Linked DNA regions of Mus musculus: all the other regions are linked to region 3. Evidence: chromatin contacts called from public promoter capture Hi-C data. All regions are on one chromosome and are shown on one strand. Each heading gives the region's core, a stretch centred on a gene start, on an enhancer-like site or on the middle of the called end of the contact. The rest is flanking DNA. Distances are from core to core; before and after follow the strand shown.

The links. Promoter capture Hi-C pulls out the DNA fragments that hold promoters and counts their contacts.
Region 1: a contact with region 3 is called in a promoter capture Hi-C map of trophoblast stem cells, with 2.7 times the contacts expected there. The contact joins the promoter of 4833420G17Rik here to the enhancer-like site in region 3. A contact is called at or near these places in 2 of 39 promoter capture datasets (macrophages and trophoblast stem cells), 16 of 484 Hi-C or Micro-C datasets (the AML12 cell line, B cells, embryonic stem cells and 8 more), 4 of 115 datasets of contacts at active chromatin or transcription factors (the SCID.adh cell line, embryonic stem cells, hepatocytes and 1 more) and 3 of 9 other capture datasets (adipose tissue, liver and pancreatic islet).
Region 2: a contact with region 3 is called in a promoter capture Hi-C map of liver, with 3 times the contacts expected there. The contact joins the promoter of 3110070M22Rik here to the enhancer-like site in region 3. A contact is called at or near these places in 9 of 39 promoter capture datasets (the C10 cell line, the HPC-7 cell line, embryonic stem cells and 4 more), 1 of 484 Hi-C or Micro-C datasets (nephron progenitors), 2 of 115 datasets of contacts at active chromatin or transcription factors (the SCID.adh cell line and embryonic stem cells) and 2 of 9 other capture datasets (adipose tissue and liver).

Annotation. Positions count from the first base shown.
Region 1 is chr13:119,461,248-119,464,345 of GRCm38.p6, forward strand. 4833420G17Rik (RIKEN cDNA 4833420G17 gene) reads left to right here and starts at 1,512. Exons shown (of 13, transcript NM_001113550.1): 1 at 1,512-1,872.
Region 2 is chr13:119,487,087-119,490,044 of GRCm38.p6, forward strand. 3110070M22Rik (RIKEN cDNA 3110070M22 gene) reads right to left here and starts at 1,298. Exons shown (of 1, transcript NR_027974.1): 1 at 171-1,298. It overlaps Tmem267 (transmembrane protein 267), which reads left to right and starts at 1,387. Exons shown (of 3, transcript NM_001177666.2): 1 at 1,387-1,908.
Region 3 is chr13:119,388,290-119,391,382 of GRCm38.p6, forward strand. It overlaps Nnt (nicotinamide nucleotide transhydrogenase), which reads right to left. Exons shown (of 17, transcript NM_001308506.1): 5 at 905-992. Among named protein-coding and RNA genes, the nearest start is that of Nnt, 19 kb to the right of the region's middle. Within about 2 kb of position 1,647, at least 8 of the 459 cell types and tissues checked have an H3K27ac peak or open chromatin away from gene starts, as enhancers often do. A contact at or near this core is called in hepatocytes, liver and trophoblast stem cells, where this site is marked.

The DNA of each region.
Region 1 (3,098 bases), core at 262-2,761, 73 kb after region 3:
TCAAACATTAGATGGGGAAAGGGTGGGGGTAGAAAACAGCTACACAATGTACAGTACATACTGTCACAGGTCATTAAGAAATAAGACTGTGGTTGGGCGGTGGTGGCGCATGCCTTTAGCCCCAGCACTCGGGAGGCAGAGGCAGGCGGATTTCTGAGTTCGAGGCCAGCCTGGTCTACAAAGTGAGTTCCAGGACAACCAGGGCTACACAGAGAAACCCTGTCTCAAAAAAAGAAAGAAAGAGAAAGAAAGGAAGGAAGGAAGGAAGGAAAAGAAAAGAAAAAAGAAAGGAAGGAAGGAAGACTGTTATCTGTCCAAGGATGTCTTTACTTAAGATCATTCTTTGTATCAGTATATTTTCAAGTGATGGCTAATTGAAGAGTTAGATCCTGTTTTCCCAATCCCTTACTGATAGCTTTGCTTAAAGCTCTTGCACTAAACAAATATTCCTAATAAAGCTTTTTTGTTAGTTTGTTTTTTAAGAAAAAGTTGCCTGGAGATTTTTAAATTTAGAATCAGCAAATTTCTTCGAGTCTGGCTCCATCCATAATGACCTGGCCATACTACCTCAGGCCTCCTTCCTCCCTGATCATGCTTCAACCCCTTAAAGAGACATCATCTTTCCCTTGGACTGCTTGGAGTTGTAACAGAGCCTTGACCTTTGCTTGTACTTAGCAAGTACCTATTTAAAACTCCAGATTTGGAGCTCTGGCCATATGGATAATGTCCTTGTGGAGAGATCTGCCCCCCCCCCCTTGCTCTGAGCTCACCCTCATACTGAGGGCAATAGGCAGCACAAAGAGGTCTGCTTTACTACCAAGAGTGTCTTGTGGACAGTCTATAATCTGGATGCAATACTATTTTTAGGCAGGGCAAAGCCAGGAAGATGGTGAAGCACATCTTTAATCCCAGCACTAGGGAGGTAGAGGCAGACAGATCTCTGAGTTCGAGGTCAGCTGGGTCTACAGAGCGAGTTCCAAGACAGCCAGGTTTACACAGACCCTGTTTCAAAAACAAACTAAACAAAACAAAACCCAAAAAAACTCAAACCTCAGATTTTAGTGGAAGTATTTTCTCAGACTCTATTCTCTCATAGATCGCTGTGTTTTTTAGTTTAGGAACACTCATAACTAATAGAATATTTTGTCCCCCCAGTCATTCTCCAATCCCCATCCTGACCCCAGTGAATTGGGCTAATCCGCAGCGTATTTTGCTGACGTCGTACGCATGTCTAATGGCAATAGATTAAGAATTAGAAGACATTTTCTGGCACCTCTTAAAACAAGTGGTCTTTGTCTTCGATTACTTTTAAAGAATTTTAAAGCTCCGCTAACACCTATCCTGTGACAGTGTCGCCTGGTAAAACTGGTCTATAACCCTAATCCCCACGGAAACTCGGCGCTTCCGTGCCGACACTGAGCACCCGATACGTGGAGACCAGAGTCCAACCCGGAAAACCGGTCTTTTCCGGAACTGCTCTTTGCAATGGAAGAGGCGGGACTTCCGGCTTCGCTTTTCCGGAGACCGCCCCTTCCTCTCGGTGCGGGAGGCTCCAACTGCTGCCTCGCTTTGTGTTTTGTTTGTTTGTGTTTTGTTTGTTTGTGTTTTGTTCCTCGCGTCGCCGATGCTGCCCCAGAGGACTGGACCGGTGTTTCAACCGAAACACTTCTTGTATCCGTGTTTTTCCGTAGATGTGATTATTTTTCTTCCTCAAGAAATGCTTCTCGGTAGTTAATACATTACGGAAGGAACCGTGGAGAAGCGCTACGCAAACAGCACAGTTCGTGCCACTTGAGCAAAATAGAGGTCGGTCGGAGGCCGAGGTTGCCCTCCCTTCCAGGTGCAGAACAACTTCGCAGCCCACAGCCGCCGGTGAGTGTTGCAAGTTTGGCGGTGGTCTTGCTGAGGGTGTTTTCCCGCCCCCTTCTCTTTCCCCGGGTTTGTTTTGAAAAAAAAAACGAGCCTTCAACATGCAGAGGAGGGTTTTCGGTTCGTTATCCCCCAGACCTAACGTGTTGAATGGTGAGAGTGCAAACGTGAATAAAACGATGCAAAGCACCAATTTGCTCTTAAAATACCAGGTAGAGCTATGCGTGTGTGCACATACGTCTCTTCGTCTGTAATCACGGTGTTTGCTTATTGGCGTTGCAAGGATTTAAACAAGTGACGTAAAGCAGTTACTGTGGTCTTACCTGTGGGAAGTTAACCCGTGACGGCAATATAGAGATGCACTGAAGACAGACGAAATGGGAGAAAGATAGTTGTAGTAAATAAGAGTTCAGCTTCCAACAAAAGGAGATAAAGGGCCAAATTCAAGCGAGATTTTAAAAAGCAATAGAAAGCTAGTTACAGGCAGAAAGCATCGTGATGACAGTGGTGTCATCAACGCATATCGTGAACTCAAGGGGAAGAATTTAAATATTTATTCTTTCTGTATTTGATGAAAGTTTATTTGTCCAACAGCTTTCTTTGCCTAGTACTATTTGAGGTCCCAGTGATACATTTGTAAATAAGACAGGAGAGATCTGTTTTGTCTGAGTTTCTATCCTGGTGGGAGGTACTGATAAAGTCTATGAGGACAAAAGATATGTTAGGATAGCAATTATGGATGGAGTAGTTTAGCTTAGGTGATAAAGTTGGGCCTTGGTGCAAGTGGTATTTGTGTTGAGATGTGAGTTCTGATGAAGAGTTTGTGATATGATAAGCAAGGAGACGACAAGCTAGACAGAGAGAGCAGGGCAAAGTTCCTGAGATGAGAAACACCTTCTTTCAAGAGCAATCTCTACAAAGCCAGTGTGATTAAAATGATCAGAACAAGGGAATTAGGAAGTGACATTTGGAGAAAGTGGTGGGCTAGCCTGTGTGGCCTCTGCAGGCTGTAGTGTAGGACTATTGATCTAATTCTGTGTGCAAATAACTAGGATTAATGGGCTCCAGCTAAAGAATGGATTTAGGGGATGCTGCAGAAATCTGCTTTTGGTGGGAGTGCTTTTGTTATAGTTTAATCAGATTCTGTTTCTCTATGGAACAAAGACATAGAAGTCTATGCTGCTACCGGTAGCCTGAATTGTGCGTACCTTATTTGCATATTTAAAAAT
Region 2 (2,958 bases), core at 48-2,547, 98 kb after region 3:
AAAGCAAAGCTGTATATCAAAAAAGAAAAGTGACCAAAGCAACCCTGTTGCAACCTAAATGATATAGGCTAGGTGTCCAGATCCGGTTTGTTTTTCTCTGTTCATACGCAGGAACTCTGAAGCCCACAAAGGGCAGCAGAGCAATCTCATGCCACAGACAGACCCGGCAGTTGAAGAAAAGTGTTTACTGGGGGTGAGGAAACACATGAGGCAGAGGCTCAGAGAAAAAGACCCCCCAAAACCAGAGCAGGAACTCCGGAAGCAGGAAAGCCGGGTCTCAGGAGGGTGGGGGGTGTTTAAACCCCCCTGAAGAGTCTTCCTCCCCTTGAGGGTTGGTCCACAACAGTTCTTGTCATGATCCAGCCTTGAACTTGGGCCAGTCCATCTATGATCGTCCCAACTACCTCACTAAAGTTAGCCTCTCCTAGTTGAGATATATCACTATGTGTCCAGCATATTTCCACTTGGTCAGTGCCCTTCAGTAAAGGAGCTCCTCTGCTGGAATAGTTCATCTGAAGCGATTCTGTGAGTGATTTTCTGACGCAGGGGGATGACTGTGGCCCTCTGCTGGAATAGTTCATCTGAAGCGATTCTGTAGCCGAGCCCAACACAAGGATTCAGGATGCATTGTATGAAGAGCAGTCAGTGTTCTTAACATCCCCCCGCTGACACAGGGGGATGATGCTGATTGAGTGTGGGGCAGGGGGATGTGGCTGTGTGACTGTGTGAGGCAGGGGGATGACTGTGGCCCTCTGCTGGAATAGTTCATCTGAAGCGATTCTGTAGCCGAGCCCAACACAAGGATTCAGGATGCATTGTATGAAGAGCAGTCAGTGTTCTTAACCGCTGAGCCTTCTTGCTTTGCCCTCGATGTCCTGAGATCAGCCGCCTCCCATCGCCCGTGTCGCCCCCGCCGGTGAGTAGCAAAGCCTTGAGAAATCCCCAAGGGGGCGGTGAAGCGCTGCGGTGCGTCTGGTCTGACAGGTCGCGCGATCCTGCATCGTCTGCCCTGTGGCGTCCACTGCAGGACGTTAGGAACGTCTGAGCCGTCGAGCCCCCGACCCACGGTGTGCCCTGCAGCCGGCGAGGGGCTTCTCCATCCCGGCCGCCACAGGTGAGCATCGTGGTGAGCGGGGTGACTCGATGAGCACAGACACCGACGGGACGTTTTCCACGTTTCCGTCCGGCTCTGAGGGCTCTGAGGGCGTGCAGAGCTCAGGGCGGCCACCGGCTCAGGCTCATCCAGCGAGCGACCCGCATCCCGGCGTCCGCGGGGACCCGGAGGACTCGGCCGCTCTGGCCGGCGGCGCGCGCGTCTCTATGGTGCGGCCGAGGGGCGGGGCGCCGTCGTCCGCCCGCCTACCGCGAGGCGCGCCGGGTGGAGCCGAGCCGCGGCTCGCCGGGCGGGGAGGGACGGCCGGACCGCGCTGCGTCCAGAGGGAGCCGGAGCCGGGCGAGGCGGAGGATCGAGTCCCGGGCCGGGGCTGCGGGCTCAGGGTGGACTCGAAACCTCTCAGAGCCTCACCCCTCCCTCCCTCCCTCCCTCCCTCCCTCCCTCCCTCCCTCCCTCCCTCCCCTGCCCTCCCTCTCTCGCCCTCCGACCCCGTCGACGCCGCTCTTCTCGGCTCTGCGCTTTTTCCAACCCGAAGCGAAGCGGGGAGCCGGTGGGCGGGTGGAGAGCTGAGGCCTCCTGTGCAGTTTAACAGTCGACATCGTAGAAATCCATTCTTTTTAATCTAAAACTTACTCGATCCCACGGACCTCAGAACAGCACGCGTGGAGGAGTCGGCTCAGAACAGAAACACGTGGAAACGCTTCACTGTCCATTGTATCTGTCGCCGTCACGGGCGCTCTTTCACACGCGGAGAGAGACCGGATGGCCTCAGAGTCACGCTGACGTGAAAAGAGGTTTGCGTCTGCTCCTTGTATTGATTATCAGCACCAGATCCGACATCTGCGTTTGATAGTTTGGCTCCCGACTTAAACGCGTTGACTGACACGGCAACCATAGTGTGAGGACCGGTTTGTAAAGCCGGATGAAGGCAGTTTGGGTCAGGGGGTGTTTTTGTGTGTTGTGATAATGTTGCTTGATGGTTCACTTTTTGAGACATGGTCTCTTTGTGCTCTTCCTGTTGATCTGGGAATGTTATCGGAGCTCGTGATTGTTCCCTGAGTGCTGGGACAACAGACCTGAATCCAGCACTCTGTACTCCCAAATGCCACACACACACACACACACACACACACACACACACATACACACACACACACACACATACACACACACACACACACACACACACACACACACATACACACACACACACATACACACACACACACACACACATACACACACACACACACACATACACACACACACACATACACACACACACACACACACACACACATACACACACACACACACACTCACACACACACACACACACACACACACACACACACACCGTGCAAACAACCACTGAACTGCCGAGGAGCCATTAGGTTCTGTTTAAAACGTTTCTAAGTGAAAGTGTCAGACATCCAGAAAAGTAGAGATCAGCGTGAAGACCTGTGGGCTGTTTGTCCACACGAGGGACCGGCTGCTCGTGCAGGGACCCGGGTTTAGTTCCGAGCACCCACATGGCAGCTCACAAGACTGTGACTCCTGTCCCGTCCTCTCTTCTGACCTCTACAAGCACCACAAGATGCAGGCAAACATCCAAAAACACAATAAAAATGTTAAAGCTCAGATGTGGCACAGCACTGAAGCGTTTGACAAGTGGACCGATTATTGATTTCAGTAGGCTGTGGCAGATTAGAACTCAGCTCAGAATCATGCTTGCTTATTTAAAAAAAAAAGATTTACTTATTCTATGTATATGAGTGCTCTATTTGTGTGTGTACTTGCCGGCCAGAAGAGGGCACCGGATCCCATTACCGATGGTTGTGAGC
Region 3 (3,093 bases), core at 397-2,896:
GACTCGGGCTTGTATTCAGTGGGCTCCCCATTAAAGGGCCATGACGTAACCTCCGATGTTGTAACCTCCCACTCACGGCTTCTCACTAACCCCTCTCTTTCTCTCTCTATTCCCAATCGGGATTCAGGAGGCAGCTCCCTTCCGCTGTGCCTTGATTGTACCACCTCCCATTATTTCCTGTTCTCTTGATGTCCCTCCCCTCCTCAGCTGACAAGAGGGAAGAAATCAAAGAAGTGTTTTCTACAAACTATGGGTCTGCAGTAATCAGGAAACACAGACTTACTGAATAATATCTTGAAGTTCTTCAAAAAGTAATAGTAAATTGACCCACAGGTCAATCTAGACAAAATCCACTTAAGAATTCAAATAAGTCAGAAACTGAAAAGGCAAAAGAAAAAAGACTAAACTTTTAAAACAAACAAACAAAAATGCCAGAATTTCTTTTTTTTTTTTTCAAGCAATATTCAATGTTCAGCTCTAAAGTTTCACTTTAAATTTCTAAGTACAACAGTAACATCAGCGAGGCTAACACACAGCAAGACATTTGAAAGTAACCATATTTTATGTCACCTTCAACTTGTCTCATTAAGAAACACTGAAAGTGGGGCTGGAGAGATGGCTCAGAGGTTAACAGCGCTGACTGCTCTTCCAGAGGTCCTGAGTTCAATTCCTAGCAACCAACCAAGTGGTGGATCATAATCATCTATAGTGGGATTTGGTGCCCTCTTCTGGCAGGTATGCATACATCCAGTACAGAACACTTGTATACATAATGAATAAATAAATAAATAAACAAACAAACAAACAAACGTGTGTGTGGTGTGTGTGTGTGTGTGTGTGTGTGTGTGTGTGTGTGTGTGTGTGAGTGTGTGTGTGTATGAAAAACACTGGAAGTTATACATACCTTCGCAGGGGGAACTTTTCCAGCAGCTGTGATCTGCCCAGTGAAAAACCTCCCAAAATGATTCGCTGCTAAAACAACAGCCTTATAACTGGAAAAAAAAAAAAAAAAAAAAAAAGACAGCTCTATAAAATAAAAGGTGGAGGACCATACATTACTACAACCTGTCAGTTACATAACTGCAGAAGCTCCCACAGCGAGGTTACTTCTGAGCACTGTTTATATACTTACCCCTCCGACCTTTACAGTCGCCCTCTGAATGAGTACAATTGCTACATTTGTTTCATAAACACAGACACAAAGGTGAAAGGGCGACTTGCCTGCTAGCACTAGGCTAGTCAGCAGCAGAGCGAGAAATCTGCCCTGGGCAGCATTCCTGCGGAGGAAGACTCTCACCCAAAGAGTTACCCAGCCGCTTCCTAACAAATGCTGCAGACTAGCCGAGATAGTTTAAAAAGTACAGACACCGAATGCCATCAGCGCCTGTCTTCGGGTGTCAAGGCTCCCTATCTTCAAACCGTGCTGTTCAAATGTTCTTTGGTGACTATGTAGTACTTACATTATACTAGGAGAGGTGTATCTATATTAGTTGTAACATTGTATGTAATATTTCAGTCTCAGAGGGGAAAAAATCACTACCTGTGATCAGGAGTGGCTGAAAACTTGGGCTCCTGAGACAGACCAAACGATCAGATCTGAGCAAGTTAACCCTTGCTCTCCTCATCTCTAAAACAAGAGCCAAGGGGTGTGTCAAGCTCTGAAAGCTATTGAAAGAACAAAGTCAACACGGGTGAAATATTCAGTGTGGTTCTTGTCCCATGGCAAATGCTCAGTAAATATGGTTTAACTACAGAAACAAGCTATCCAATGAAAACTAACAGCGAGCCAAATCATTTCTTTAATAGGATGTCTGGGGCCCACTATACTAATCTTATTTCCATATTATCTTTACCTAGTTAAACACAACTATTTGATTCTAAGACTCACGTGCTGGCTTTCAGCAAAACCTCTCCCTCGTAGTTGTAATACTTAATAAAACAATATAGAAAAACTCTATCATCACTGTCATTACTGTAACTTAATCAAAAACACACTACCATCACTGTTGTGACTTTAAGTTAGTCATAGTGGAACAGAAAAAATATTTTTTTTTTCAAGTGGTGTTTCTAAACACTCCGCCCCATCTGAGTGCAACCTGCCGTCCGTGGCGCTAATGGAACCTACTTATATTGTCTTGAAACATTCTGTTTGCCCAAACGATTCTGCAGCTAAAAACACTGATACAGAGCTGATTTTGACATCCTCCCAATTACATGCATCTTATGTGACAGAATCAAGAGCACTCATAGAACTCTGCATGGTACATGTTAAGCTCCACCTTGTGTAACAGTCACTCTTCCAGCCACTAAACATGGCAACAATTTCTTTTTGTGCCCCCCCACCCCACCCCGCACAGATTTTATACCACAAGAAATGATCTCAGCTGATCTTAGCAAACCATCTGCTACCTTATACTGAGGATAACTAAGTGTGTTTCTGTTCACTTACTCCTTGTATGTGTGCTGGTGTATGTTCATGTGGGAGCACATACATCAGAGGACAGAACCTGTGGCAATCAGAAGCCAACCTCGGGTGTTGTTCCTTGGGAGTCTTGAACCTTCTTTTTTGTTGTTGTTTTTTTGAAGACAGGGTTACAAACTTGTGCCCACTCATCTGGCTTTTTATGTGGGTGCTGGGGCTCAAACCTGGGTCCTCAAGCTTGTGCACTGAGTGCTTTGTCGGTGGAGCTATCTTGACAGCCCCACCAGTTATGTGAACTTGTTTTACCTTTAATATAATGGCAACCCATATGAGCAGGGTGAACAGCTGAAACACAAAGTAGATTCTTTGGCACATTTGATACGCGGCATGTTTTAAATGTTATATCTAAAACAGAAAACTTGGGCCAGTGAGATGGCTCAATGGGTAAAAGGGCATGCCGCGCAAGCCTGCCAGACAGTTCGATCCCAGGAACCCACATTTGCAAGTCTGCATGGAGGCACTAATTTGTAATCCTAGCACTGCCTTGGCAGTGCTTGGGTGTGGTGTGAAGCTGGGAGCTGAAGACTGGAGAATCACCTGGAAGGTGACAGAAGCAGCTAGCCTAGGGGACAAAGCTCAGTACCACAAGAGACCCCCTCCCCAGTAAGACA